3 separate regions of the Mus musculus genome follow, and all the other regions are linked to region 1. The links are chromatin contacts, called in public Hi-C maps. All regions are on one chromosome and are shown on one strand. The core of a region is the stretch at or near the end of the contact, and the rest is flanking DNA. Distances in the headings are between cores, read along the strand shown.

Evidence for each region. A called contact is a pair of places that touch in the nucleus more often than the background predicts.
Region 2: a Hi-C map of cerebellum shows a contact between it and region 1, with 6 times the contacts expected there. A contact is called at or near these places in 9 of 484 Hi-C or Micro-C datasets (brain, cerebellar granule neurons, cerebellum and 5 more) and 5 of 130 datasets of targeted methods (bone marrow-derived dendritic cells, embryonic basal ganglia, embryonic stem cells and 2 more).
Region 3: a Hi-C map of cerebral cortex shows a contact between it and region 1, with 5 times the contacts expected there. A contact is called at or near these places in 1 of 484 Hi-C or Micro-C datasets (cerebral cortex), 1 of 130 datasets of targeted methods (embryonic limb bud) and 1 of 9 other capture datasets (embryonic stem cells).

Annotation. Positions count from the first base shown.
Region 1 is chr19:22,882,162-22,886,228 of GRCm38.p6, reverse strand. It overlaps Trpm3 (transient receptor potential cation channel, subfamily M, member 3), which reads right to left. Exons shown (of 26, transcript NM_001362491.1): 10 at 2,245-2,345; 11 at 747-881. Among named protein-coding and RNA genes, the nearest start is that of Gm52388, 43 kb to the left of the region's middle.
Region 2 is chr19:22,445,982-22,450,048 of GRCm38.p6, reverse strand. Trpm3 (transient receptor potential cation channel, subfamily M, member 3) reads right to left here and starts at 1,841. Exons shown (of 26, transcript NM_001362491.1): 1 at 1,590-1,841. The coding sequence starts at 1,766. It overlaps Gm27151 (predicted gene 27151), which reads left to right and starts at 1,467. Exons shown (of 3, transcript NR_168265.1): 1 at 1,467-2,071; 2 at 3,358-3,426.
Region 3 is chr19:22,595,174-22,599,240 of GRCm38.p6, reverse strand. The region is part of intron 1 of Trpm3 (transient receptor potential cation channel, subfamily M, member 3); the gene reads right to left. Among named protein-coding and RNA genes, the nearest start is that of Gm33649, 120 kb to the right of the region's middle.

The sequences.
Region 1 (4,067 bases), core at 544-3,043:
CCACAGTTTTCTCATCTGTGAAATGGTTAAAAAAAACAACATCAGTTCTTTAAACACACTTGGCTTTTTTAGTGAATGCCACTGCAAAGAACAGCCACTACCACACATGTTTTTGGATGATTCCAGGGTATTTTATACTTTCTATCATGGTGTGGGGGTGCAGGGTGTGTGTGCATGCGTGTGTGTGCATGTGTGTGTGTGCATGTGTGTGTGTGTGTGCATGTGTGTATGTGTGTGTGAGTATGTGTGCATGTGTGTATGTGTTTGTGTGCATGTGTGTGTGCATGTGTGTATGTGTGTGCGTGTGCACGTGTGTGTGTGAACTTAGTAGCTCCGAGGATGGCATGGTGATACAAGCTACTTAATAAGCATCATTTGATGGTTGGTGCTAAACCAACCCTCCTTGCACTATTTGTCACCAACACCTCCCTGGGCTTACAGAGTGCGTGTGTTCCAATTGACAGAGACCTGCTTGTGGTTTTGAGTTAGAATCTGAGAACAACGCCCTATGGTGATCACGACACCTTTTGCCTAAGATGCTGACAACTGAGCAGTTAGAACAAGTGAGTTCTTGGTGACTCGGTGTCTGTCGTCTATCCAGGTGTAAGGGAATGCAAGTGAGGAATGACGCATGCATCACAGGAGAGACAGGAAGAGAATCACAGGCATGGGGGTATGGGCAGGCAGGATGAGGGAAACAAACAGAAGAGAAAGAGAAATGAAAAGGCATCTTAGCTTGGCCCTACCGTATTGTACAGTTCCTCTAGTCTGGAGATGGTGAGAAAACGGTGCATGCTTACTCCATTTTCTATGAGTAATTTCACAAAATCCACTCTGTCCAGGACTAGGGCATCCAGCATGGCTTGCTCCAGGGACCCTACCTGCAATTCAAGATATTCACTTAGCCTGCCCACGTCAGAGAAGCGCAGTTCCTCCGGGCTCACCCAGAAGGCTTGATATCTGCAAGTCTCTAGATAAACCAGACAGAGCCAGTGCTCCGATGCCAGGTGGCACCCCTGGTCCTGGAGGCACAGGTCTTGGGAAACAGAAGTCAAGGACTCCAGGTCTAGAAGCTACTTTCTCTCCTAAATCTCTTTCTTGTTCTGGAGCCTCAGGATCCAAGGTCTTCCTCCTGATGGATTCTCTGGCTAGTTTTCTGCTGTGCCTGTACAGGTGGCACTAGACACTTTCCTGCCTTCCTTTCCTTCTTTCCTAGGCTCTGAATGAGAGCCCCGGCTGACTTGAGGATAGGAACCCAGGAAAACATAGCTGAGGGCCAAACAGGCCTGGACAGGTGTGCAGGTGTGTAGTAACGGACACTCCGGAGGCAAACTGGCGTCACATAACTTAAGAACAATGTATTTTCTGGGTTGGAGCACTGGACTGGCTGTGATTTGTATTCTTCTCACGTTCTCTCATTTTTTTCAACGTCCAGATTCCTTGACAAATACGCTCCCCGATTAGAAATCCTTGAACTCTATAAGGACAGGTACTCAGTGGTGGCCAGAGCTCCTGGGGATGGAAGGTTCAGAGAGTCTTACTTCCAAGCTGATGCTGGGCTGCCACCCGTGGATGCGTGCGCACATCACCCAATGGCCCATTTCCCAAGTTATGATTTTTGACAGCCAAATGACGGGGGAAAAAAAAAAAGCCACGGGCAGTTATATAAAGCTTTGGTTCACTTGTGCTGGGATAGGTCGACCTGCGCTCAACCACCAGGACCAGATGGTACCTGTACACAGAGGCCTGGCCCATTAGCAAACCAGCAGGAACGTGCCGCCATTTGGTGGCAGCAGCTTCCTCCTTCTGCTCGCCTAAAAGACAACCAGAAACATGCGAATCCTCTCTCTCTCTCTCTCTCTCTCTCTCTCTCTCTCTCTCTCTCTCTCTCTCTCTCTCTCTCTCTCTCTCTCTCTCCCCTCCCTCCCTTCCTCCCTCCACTCCTCTAAATTTTAACTTTTTTATAACTGTATCTTTAAAGATTGAATAATAAGATAGGCTATGCGTCCAAAAATTGCTAAGAGCCAGGGAACCTTTAGTGGTGCGCTTAGCAATATCGTCCACTAGGTGACAGCATGTTCCCAAACACGAGACTGCTGCCCAGCTATGCTATGCAAAAGAAGATTCCTCCATCCCCGCCCCAACCCCGCCCAAATTTCTGATCCACTTTCAAAGGTTCCGTTAAAAACCCTTGTCAAGCGCATGGTGGCTTTTCAAGGGTAACGACTACGACGTATACTCTACCGGCCACTGCTGCCCGTAAATAAAGATCTGGCTGCGAGCGATGTCAACTCTGTTCCAGGCTAAAGCTAAGCTCAGTTGGTCTGGGGCGGATGCATTGGCACCTGTATAAAGTGGGACGGAAAAACAAAACAAAACAAAACAAAACAAAACAAAACAAAACAAAACAAAACAAAAACAAACAAACAAACAAAAAAAGACAAGAGAAACACAGTAGTTAGTTATGCCACGAAGACCCTTCCAGTCACTTCTTCATCGATTCCTCTTCTCCACAACCAAGCCGTGTGACTCCATTCCACTAATGACATTTTGTGTGTGTGTCTGTGCGCGCGCGCAGGGGGATCCTTCTTTGCCACGGTCTGTTTTCCTGTGCACTGTAGATCTATCTTCTATCTATCTATCTATCTATCTATCTATCTATCTATCTATCCATCCATCCATCCATCTATCTACTGTTTATTTTAAAGACAGGATGGGGCACTCATTCCTGGCTTGGCTTCCTCGATGTTGGAATAGCAGGTGAGTGTCGCCATGCCCGACATCGATTGCATTTCAATACCCAGTAGCCACGTGTGACTAGAAGCACACATAACATTTCTGTCTCTACAGAAGGTTCTGCTGTGATAGGCATGTTGTCCACACATGCGGCCCCTCAGCAGCTGCCTGTGTGGCTGAGAACAGGTACAGCCTAGAAGGTAGTGGGAATATCTTGCATCCTCTGCTGTCCATCTTGTGGTTGGGTGAGATAGGACCTCTCTAAGCCACTGTTCTGCCAGCTAGAAAATGAAAACAATAAAAATTATCCTATCTTATTTAATAGAGATGCCCTGCGACCAAAATGGAATCATATATGTGAGTTCACATGCCAACAGGTTTTTTCCCCCATTGATACCCTTGGCGTATGGAATAAGAGACCTCACTGCACCCTGCTCCATTTTTACTCTACTGAATATCCTACTAGCAGGGGAGAGGAGAAAACAGAAAGCACTCTCTTTTGGCTCAGAGAATTTGAAAAGTGAACATATGTTTGGCAAGCTCTTAGGAATTTCCATGTGTTGTGCTAAGGAATGTCCCAAGCGGTCCTAGACTTTGGCTCTTGCTATCTGCACCGGGCAGATGAAGATGCTCAAGTCCAGGTTGGCTAGAGTGACAGGGAAAGGTCACACATCTCCTAACAGAATGCCCAGACACATTTATTATGGGGCAGTGACATTCTAGCCAGAGCCAGCCATTGTGAATTCTGACCATCCCCACAAGCTCCTCCTTGGGGAAGGTTAGAATCAATATGAGGGCCCACTTCCTGCTGACCACACTATGAACGTATGCGACCCCCACCTGGGGCTGCTTGTCAGCATTATCTGGAGATCTTTACACGAAGGCTGTGACAGCCCCGCACCAATTCCATCACATTGCCAGGAGTCTCTGAAGCCCCCAGATGTTCCCTGTGTGCATCAGGAGCAGGAATCTGCGGACCCAGATGCCTCTTTTCCTGCGTGACCGTCCCATGCCTTTTTCTTCTGGACTCTGCAGATCGATACTAAGCAAACAGCAAACAGCAGTGGGGGTGGGGGAGGGGGCAGGGGCGGGGAGAGGATGTAAAGAGCTTGCTAAGTAAGCACGGGACCTTAGCTCAGTTCCCAATAGGGACATAAAAACTGGGCATGAGTGTTTTGTGCCTTTGATCCAGTGCTGGAACAGGGGTGACAGAGACAGGAGGATCCTTGGGATCCACACATGGCCATATACACATATGTATGTACAGCTCTATACATACACATGGGCATATATACACACACCTGCACAGAAAGAGACAAATATAGAGGAAA
Region 2 (4,067 bases), core at 592-3,091, 440 kb after region 1:
AGCACTAATTAATAATACATTGAGAATGCATTAATAATATATACATATAACTGTTAAGATGAGTTAAAAAGCATCACTTTGGGGTCAAGCCAGTGAACAGCATTAACTGAAAAGGTAGTTCTTATTACACATGGGCTCACAAAACTTCACTTTTTTAGTCATAGTGAATTTGCCAAAACATTCTTTTCCCTAGTCTTGATTGACTACTAAATCTGGAGGGAAATTCACATTCATTTGTTAATCCTCTGGCCTCATTCTTTTTCACGCTTCATTACACATGTTGCTCCAATACAGCAAAAACACCCATAAGTGTAGAAATTTCAACCACTCCCTATGCCCTCAAATGTTCTCCTTTCCAAATATCCCTTAGGAAGCAAGTCATTGCCATGACAACCATAAGATGAGGTTTGAAGGGCACTTGGGGGCACACTTTGTGAAAGTTAATACCAGTTTGTGTTTAACAGGGTCAGGGAAACTCAGACAATGGGTCATATTTGGTAACGAGACACCACTTAGCTATTTAGAATTATCTGATCTGTCCACATCAAACCTAACCAGAATACCACCTCCCCCCCCCCCCCCAAAAAAAAAGGAGTGATTTATTCAGGGCTAATCCATCATTCCTCTGTTGCAGCCAGTTCCCTCTATGGTCACTAGTAATTAAATCAGAAGATCATATATAATAGGAAAAGGAGAATTAAGGACTTGTCTTGCCTGGCAAACTTTAATGTGGAACATTCCGTTATGCTCTCCCACCCCCACCCCCAAAGGTTAGCACGTTTTTCTTTTCTAAGCAATATTTCTCCTCCACGCCTTCACACTTTGTGTCCTTCCCTGTCAGGCAGAGGATGAAGGTAGATTCCCAAGGAGTTGTGAGGACTTTTTCAGCATCTTTAATACATTTGCTTCCAGAAACAGGAGCACTGTGGACACAACTAGCAACTGCAGCTCAGGTGTAGTAGGAATCTTTTGTGTAACTCAGAGCTAGATACGGCTTCCTTCCACGGATGCGAAACAATACTTTTCCACACTGACTCCAGTCCAGTGACCAAGAGATAGAAATGACCGTGCCTTTAAAAAGTCACTATGGGATAAGGTCCATTCTTCCTTTGTCTCTACCTGACTGACCACCTAGCCAGGGAGCTTTTAAAATAAGGAGGAGAATCCTTTGTTCTCTCAGGTTCCATTTAAGGGAAAGTGGGTCGAAGGGCTTCCCCAGGGAAAGAAAATGAGCTCTGGAGCCAAATGCAGAAGAGGAAGCGATTTCATGCCCACTATTATTCTCATCCTTCCAAATAAGAGAATCCATTGTTTGGCGGACTAATGGTTAAGAAAGGTGGGGATGCGCACAGGTAGCCCCATCCCTGAGACCGTATCTAATTCCCTAGTGTGGCTCAGGCTATCCTCCAGGCTGCGTGGGGGTGGGGGTGGGGTAGGGGTGTTGGGAACTCTCTCTAGCCATGGGTAATACAAGCCAGAACTGCATGCATTCTCACGCCCCAGAACTGGCGTCCCAGCCCAAGTGCGAAGTTGGGCGTTTCAACCTGAAAAGCAGAGTAAGAGCCATTCAAAGCAGCAAGTTACAGTACCTTGAGAAGTCTGACAGATGGGAGAAAGGCTGCGTGGCATAGCTTCCGGATGGTCCAATTTAGGGGTCGAGAAGCATCAGTCTGATTCATGACCCCTTCCAAATTCCACCGGGAAGACAAGAAACTGCAAATCTGGGCAGTGCCTAGAAAATAAACGGTCCCCCACGGCCCTGGCATCCCATGGTCATCTCCACACCTGCAAATTCCATTAGGGCAGAGGCTTCCTGGAACTTGGGAGTCTAGTCAAGTGGCGTTTCCTGAGCCCCTGAACCTTCTTAAGAAAGCCACCTCCCCTCTTCCTGCAGCCGTGCTCATGCATACCAAATGTGGCCGAATGGAGGCACGCTGCCTGCTGCTTCGGGGAGGGGGATGCTTGATTTCGAAGGAGAGGGACAGCCTGCACAAAACAGCCTGTGGTCGGAGTCAGAGGAGCCTGCTCCAGAATGCGCGCTCCCTCTCCTGCTCTCCTTCTGCAAACACAGGTCAGGCGTTGGGGGGGAACCCGGGCCATTTGCTTTGCTCTCTTGTTTTGGGGGGGAGCCAGGAGGAGAGCAAAAAGGAACAAAAATGAACCCAGAAGGAGAACTTATACTTTTTTGCACAAAGCATCTTTGAGGGGCTGGAAACTGGCGCAGGGGGAGGGGCTAGGACACCGGGAGGGAGAAGGGATGCCTCTGAATGATAAGATAAATGCTTCCTTTTTGATTTGTGTGACATAATAAATTGAGAGCTATCGTAGAATGGATCTATAGTAAAAGGAGATCCCTGCTGTGTTCTGAAGTCTTTTATTAACTATGATTGACAGTCTGCACCCTGATTGATACAAGCAAGCCCCATGTAGATGATAGATGGTCAGAGGCTTAGTCAAACTCGCACATACACACACAGGGAACAAGGAGTTACTCCTGTCACAGAAAGCTGTGCAAAAGAAGACGTTTGTGGCTTACCCTTTCAACAATAGTTGTTTCTATATTGGGGGATATTCCCACAAGATAGACCTTCTCTGCAACAAACTTTAACCCTTAAAGTGCCCTACAGGGTACTGTCCACAAAAAATGGTTTCCTTGAGTGTCCCCCTCTTCTCAATAATTTTTGAAGGAGGCTTTACAAAAGTGTGGCTCCATTGGAGCCAACAGTTTTTAAAGCTCCCATGGTGAAAGGGAACATGAGGGAACTTTTCCATTTAAAGGCAGAATTTGGCCAGTTTCACTTAAAGCAGGGAAGCTCAGGAGGGCTGGGTTAGGGCTGGGGGTGGCCCTTTCACACCTCTTATTTGAACTACCCACTCTCCCCAGACATTAAAGTTTAGTAGTATCACTGACAAAAGACTCTGCCCAGGAGACTCCCCACACCCTTGCCCTTCAAGTGTTTCTGGGGTACTTAAAATTTCCACCTTATTTCCTTTCCAGTGACTGTAGAGATTTTTCATTTTTAATTAACTAGAAGAAATGGGTAACAGACCCCTCCCCTTTCCACTCCTGAGACTACTGTGTATTCTGGGATAAAATCCAGAGGGGTTAGAGCAGATGTGCTATAAGCCTGCCTTTTAGGATCAAGAACAAAGAATGTAACAATACCTGACACCTGCATCACTGCGCCATTTCCTAAAGTGCTCCAGAGTCAGAGATGCTGAGTACTGCAGAACCACTGACTTGAACATTAAAAAAAAAAAAAAAAAATCCTGCATCGGATTAGTCTCTATTAAAGTAGTGTCAATGTAACAGGGTTCACATATGATTCATTTCCTGTCACCATCCTATGTCCACAGTGGGGAGAAGGACATTTTGAAGTGTTGGCAGCTGGGATGTCAGGCACGGTGCTGGGCACTTTTCATCATGTAAGTTCATACTCACATCAGTACTCCAAAGCAGATGCTGCTGTAATATTCCTATTTCAAAGATTAAGCAAGTGTCCCTCTCTTTTTCATATATATATATATGTATATATATGCAACAGCAATAAAGCCTTTACCTTGTTTTTTTTTTCTGGCCCTTTAATCTGACAAGAATTGCAACAAAGGATGGACTAAGTCCCTCACAGGTAGGTGTGCCATGTCACTGAGGTTTGTCTAACCTCCTAAATCCTAAAATCTGGCTTTAGTGTAAAAAAAAATGAAATCCTGGCCCTGGCCTTGGGCAATTTTCTCATCTCTTCTGTGCATTGGAATCTTTTATCTCCGAAATGGAGACAATTACACAACTGCATACCCAGGGGTTTCGTGAAACCCAATGAGCTAGTGGCAGTGAGGCACTGAATTCAGTGCTTGGCATAGAAACAGCCCCCTCTACCAGAGTTCATCTTCTAAGTAGCAAGTCTCTATTCCACACTGGCAACCCACTGACACTTCTCATTAAGGATAGTTTGTGTGTGTGTGTATGTATGTAGTACCAGGTAATAAGATCAAGCAAAACAAATTAAACCTGGATGCTTCCTACGAGTTATGAAGTTTAATAAATGAAGTAAAAAATGCTGCAAAGG
Region 3 (4,067 bases), core at 1,056-3,555, 290 kb after region 1:
TTCCTGAGAGTGTTCTGGGCAATGGCCATCCAGTTTTAAAGTGCTTTTGTTTTTCAGGGCCGCCTAGCCACTTGAGTCTCTGAGGATAAGGGTATTAAGTTCCAGGATTTATGACAGAAACACTGTGTCTACAAACGTCCCTTTGAATTGGAACCTAGCTCAGAATGAGTCTATCCATCCCAGGGAAGAATACCACGAGTGACATTTTTCTCCGATTCACCAACAAAAAGAAAATACGTCAGTTAAAGAAAGAATCCAAGATCACTTATACAAAATAAGTGGCTTGTCAATATATTTCAGGTAATTAATTCATTATAGACACACATTCTCTTTTCAGAAGCCAGAAAAAATACTCTTTGAGTTCCTTGCTTATATGTTATAACACTTAGAGACTAATTAGGTGGCTATAAGATGTCATTGCTCAATACTAGGTCATATTGTTATAGAATTTGGTTAAGAGCCTATGCATCTGAGCCATAGGGTGCCCGTAAAGTTTCAAAGGAAATTCATATAAACATAATCCCAAAACGCCAGTGCAAAATGTGCTAGGAAGCAAGCGCCTCATGTAGAACTCTACAGCCTGAACAAAGTAAAGTGCAAAGACCAAATACAAGTGCAGGCTTCAGGGGCTACTGGTCCTGGAGCCTCTCCAGCTATCTTAGAAGGTCTTTTAAGGCTGTATGTCAGAAATAATTCATATCTATATGCATATACATATGATTTATATTTTATAATGTATTATAATATAGAATATATAATGCTTTGTATTTTATAATATCATATTTATTTAGAATATATAATAATTTCTATAACAGATAATAAATATATTATATAATACATATTAATTTATATGATAAATATATTATTAAAATTTTATCTACTTAAATTTTTACTTTTGGCATGAGAGTGTTCTGCCTGCATGCATGTCTGAGTACTATGCATGTACAATGCTGGCAGAAGCTAGAAAAGGGCATTAGACAGACCTTTTGTAACTGGAATTGCAGACTGTTGTTAGCAACCATGGGGTTGCTCAGATTCAAGCGCTCCTCCTCTGGAAGAGCAGTGAGTGCTCCTAACCACTGAGCCATGTGTCCAACTCTAGGTCTAGCTCTAAGAAACTGCATCAGGAAACAAACAAACAAACAAACAAACAACCAGACAGATGCAGACCAGCTTCTGAGAATGAACAGAATAGCTTCACTCTGGTCCCGTAGAGCCAAGGACCAGATAATAGAAAACACTGTGGGTCAGAATTGAGCCTATTGCAAACTATAAACAGCCATGTTTTTACTATGCAAACTTTTCTCCTCTTATAGAAACATAATAATTATGGAAAATAATGACTTTTTGATGTTTCTCTGCAATCAATCCTCAGCATGTGTAATGTATCAAGTGAGTACATTTTTTGGATTGAATAGTTTTGAACAAATATGCACACTATTTCATTAACGCGCACACCTGCACTCATCTTCCACAAACAATATTACATATCTATCAGAAATTAATTTTAAAATTATTCTAAAATGAATTTCCTGGTGACTGCTTACCAGTGAATGTTTGCTTTGTTTGTCAGTTTAACATAGCTACATCCTTAGGGTCATACAAGGTTTCTCAGGTGAAAAGAGGTCAGAGGTTGAAAAGCTCTAAGTCCACACTAACCCCGCACTAGGTAAAACACTTTAAACAAGTCCCAGGTAGGCACATTGCTCTGAGCCTGGATTGGATGGAATGTGTATGAAAGGACCCCAACCTCCTGCGCTTCAGCCCTCCAAGCTGCAGTACCTTGCTGTTCTCTTATTTCAACACTGATTTATTTATTTATATACTATTAACAGCATCTATTGGGAAAGGGACATGTCTCATGTGGCGTTTTAATATTTGTTTTTGAAAAGCTCTTATTAAATTAGTGCTTCAACTCCTACTCAGTGGATTCTTAGAATAGTAACTGGGTGATACACAGCAACACAGGAATGCACTCTAGTTACATATTTGAAAACCTTTTAAAAATACGTTTGGCTTGTAACTTTATTCTTTCTATGCCCATGCAAGTAAGGGCAAAGGATGGGAAGCAAGCCTGCTTGTCTTCTGTTGAGTCTGCGTTCCCTCTCATCTTTGGGGAGAAGCCTGGGCTTTTCTTGGGCTTCTTCCTTCGGTCCTTTGCCAGCTATGCTGCAATATGAATTCTGCCCAAGGTGCTGCTTGCAGAGGATCTAGAAAGCAGATCCAGCAGCAGCCTGGGACTGTTGACACATTCCTGATGAGGCTTCCCCAGGCTTTCCCGGGGAGCACTATGAGTCATTTTTGAGGTTGCTGCAGGCAATTAGAATGTGCAGCTACAGAGTTCCTGAAAACCAGAAGCCCCATTCTCTCAGCACCTGAGCTTCTGCAGCCCACTCAGCAGCTGTGTCAGTCTGTCACAGTTGTGTCTGCAGACTACCTGACAAGTCTTCCTGCCTCGGTTACTCCTCTCTCTCTCTCTCTCTCTCTCTCTCTCTCTCTCTCTCTCTCTCTCTCTCTCTCTCTCTCTTTCTCTGCAAATCCCCACTCTGTTACCAGAAGTCTCCTTACTGATCTCTTAGGTGCTTCTCAATTCAATCATGGTCTTTGCTGTTCAACATTTTTAGCTAAGCTGAAAACAAGTAGCAATCATACTAGCTTTTTACTTCTAGAGAACTCTTCAGGGCTGTAGGTAACAGTAGCACCTCCACGCAGACAGTTTAGAGCTGTTTTTGCCTTGAGTCTAGAAAGGCTGGATAGTCTAGAAGACTATGTTTTGATCTTACTTAGTTCCTTTGCCTCAACTAATTTTCTTCTTTTGTTTTCATATTTCACAGTCCTGCATCCTTCTCTATCCCACATGTCTGCATATTAATAGTATTGCTAAAACAGTATGTCTGTAGCTCTCGATATCTGATTACTTAACATACTGAAGTATCTAGTATGTGTACATATGCTAGAGCCTAGCCCACTAATTAGTATTGGCTACTGAAAGGTTGTCAGCATTAGTGACATCTTATAATCCTCATAACCATTCTACTCACCCAGTATATCAAGTATATTAGACGCTAGGAAACAGCCAAGCTGCCCAAGTTACACCACAGCCACCATAGAGCTTGCTGTGTTCAGCTAAAGTGGAAATCGAAGCAATGACGGGTTTCTGCTTGCCAGGAAGAACAATGACAACCTAGATACATGGAGCTCATGCTACCAGACATTGTTCCATGTCAGGGAAACCATACCCCGCAGCTTGTTTGCCATCTCAGTTCATGTGTGTGTGTGTGTGTGTGTGTGTGTGTGTGTGTGTGTATGCATATATATGTGTGTGTGTGGTGTCCATATCTTTGATCTTACAACACTTTAGAACTCCCAACAAAATGGAATCGTTTCTAGTTCACACTCGAGAAACTTGAGACCCAAGTAGGTTGCATAACATTTTGAAGACCACTCAGGAAGTTAGGGCAGGTATTAAGATTACAAGTGAAAATTTTTTTTTATCACTAATAATATTCGCCCAGATGATGAACTGAGATGGCAAAGAAGCTGCCGGACATGGGTTCCCTGAGATGGAACAATGTCTGGTAGCATAAGCGCCATGTATCTAGGTTGTCATTGTTCTTCCTGGCAAGCAGAATCCCGTCACTGCTTCAATTTCCACTTTAGCTGAACACAGCAAGCTCTATGGTGGCTGTGGTGTAACTTGGGCAGCTTAGCTGTTTCCTGGCTCCTAATATGCTTGGTACACTGGGCGAGTAGAGCAGTAATGAGGATGACAAGATGTCATTAATGCTGACAACCTTTGAGCAGCCAATACTAATTAGTGGGCTAGGCTCTAGCAAGTGCCTAATCAAATAAGAGGACCTCCCACCATGTTAATTGATCTGTTTGGCAAAGTCACTTGAAGGGCACCCAACTGAGAAGCCCAGGGACTTAAGTGGTTACTTGTTCAAGGATAAGCTTTTCTAAGAAAAGATAAAGGCATTGCTTTAGGTCTGCAGTGACAGACTGCAGGCTATACTTATCTAAGCATGAACGCAGAACTCAGTTCTAAGTATTTCTCTCCTGGAAAA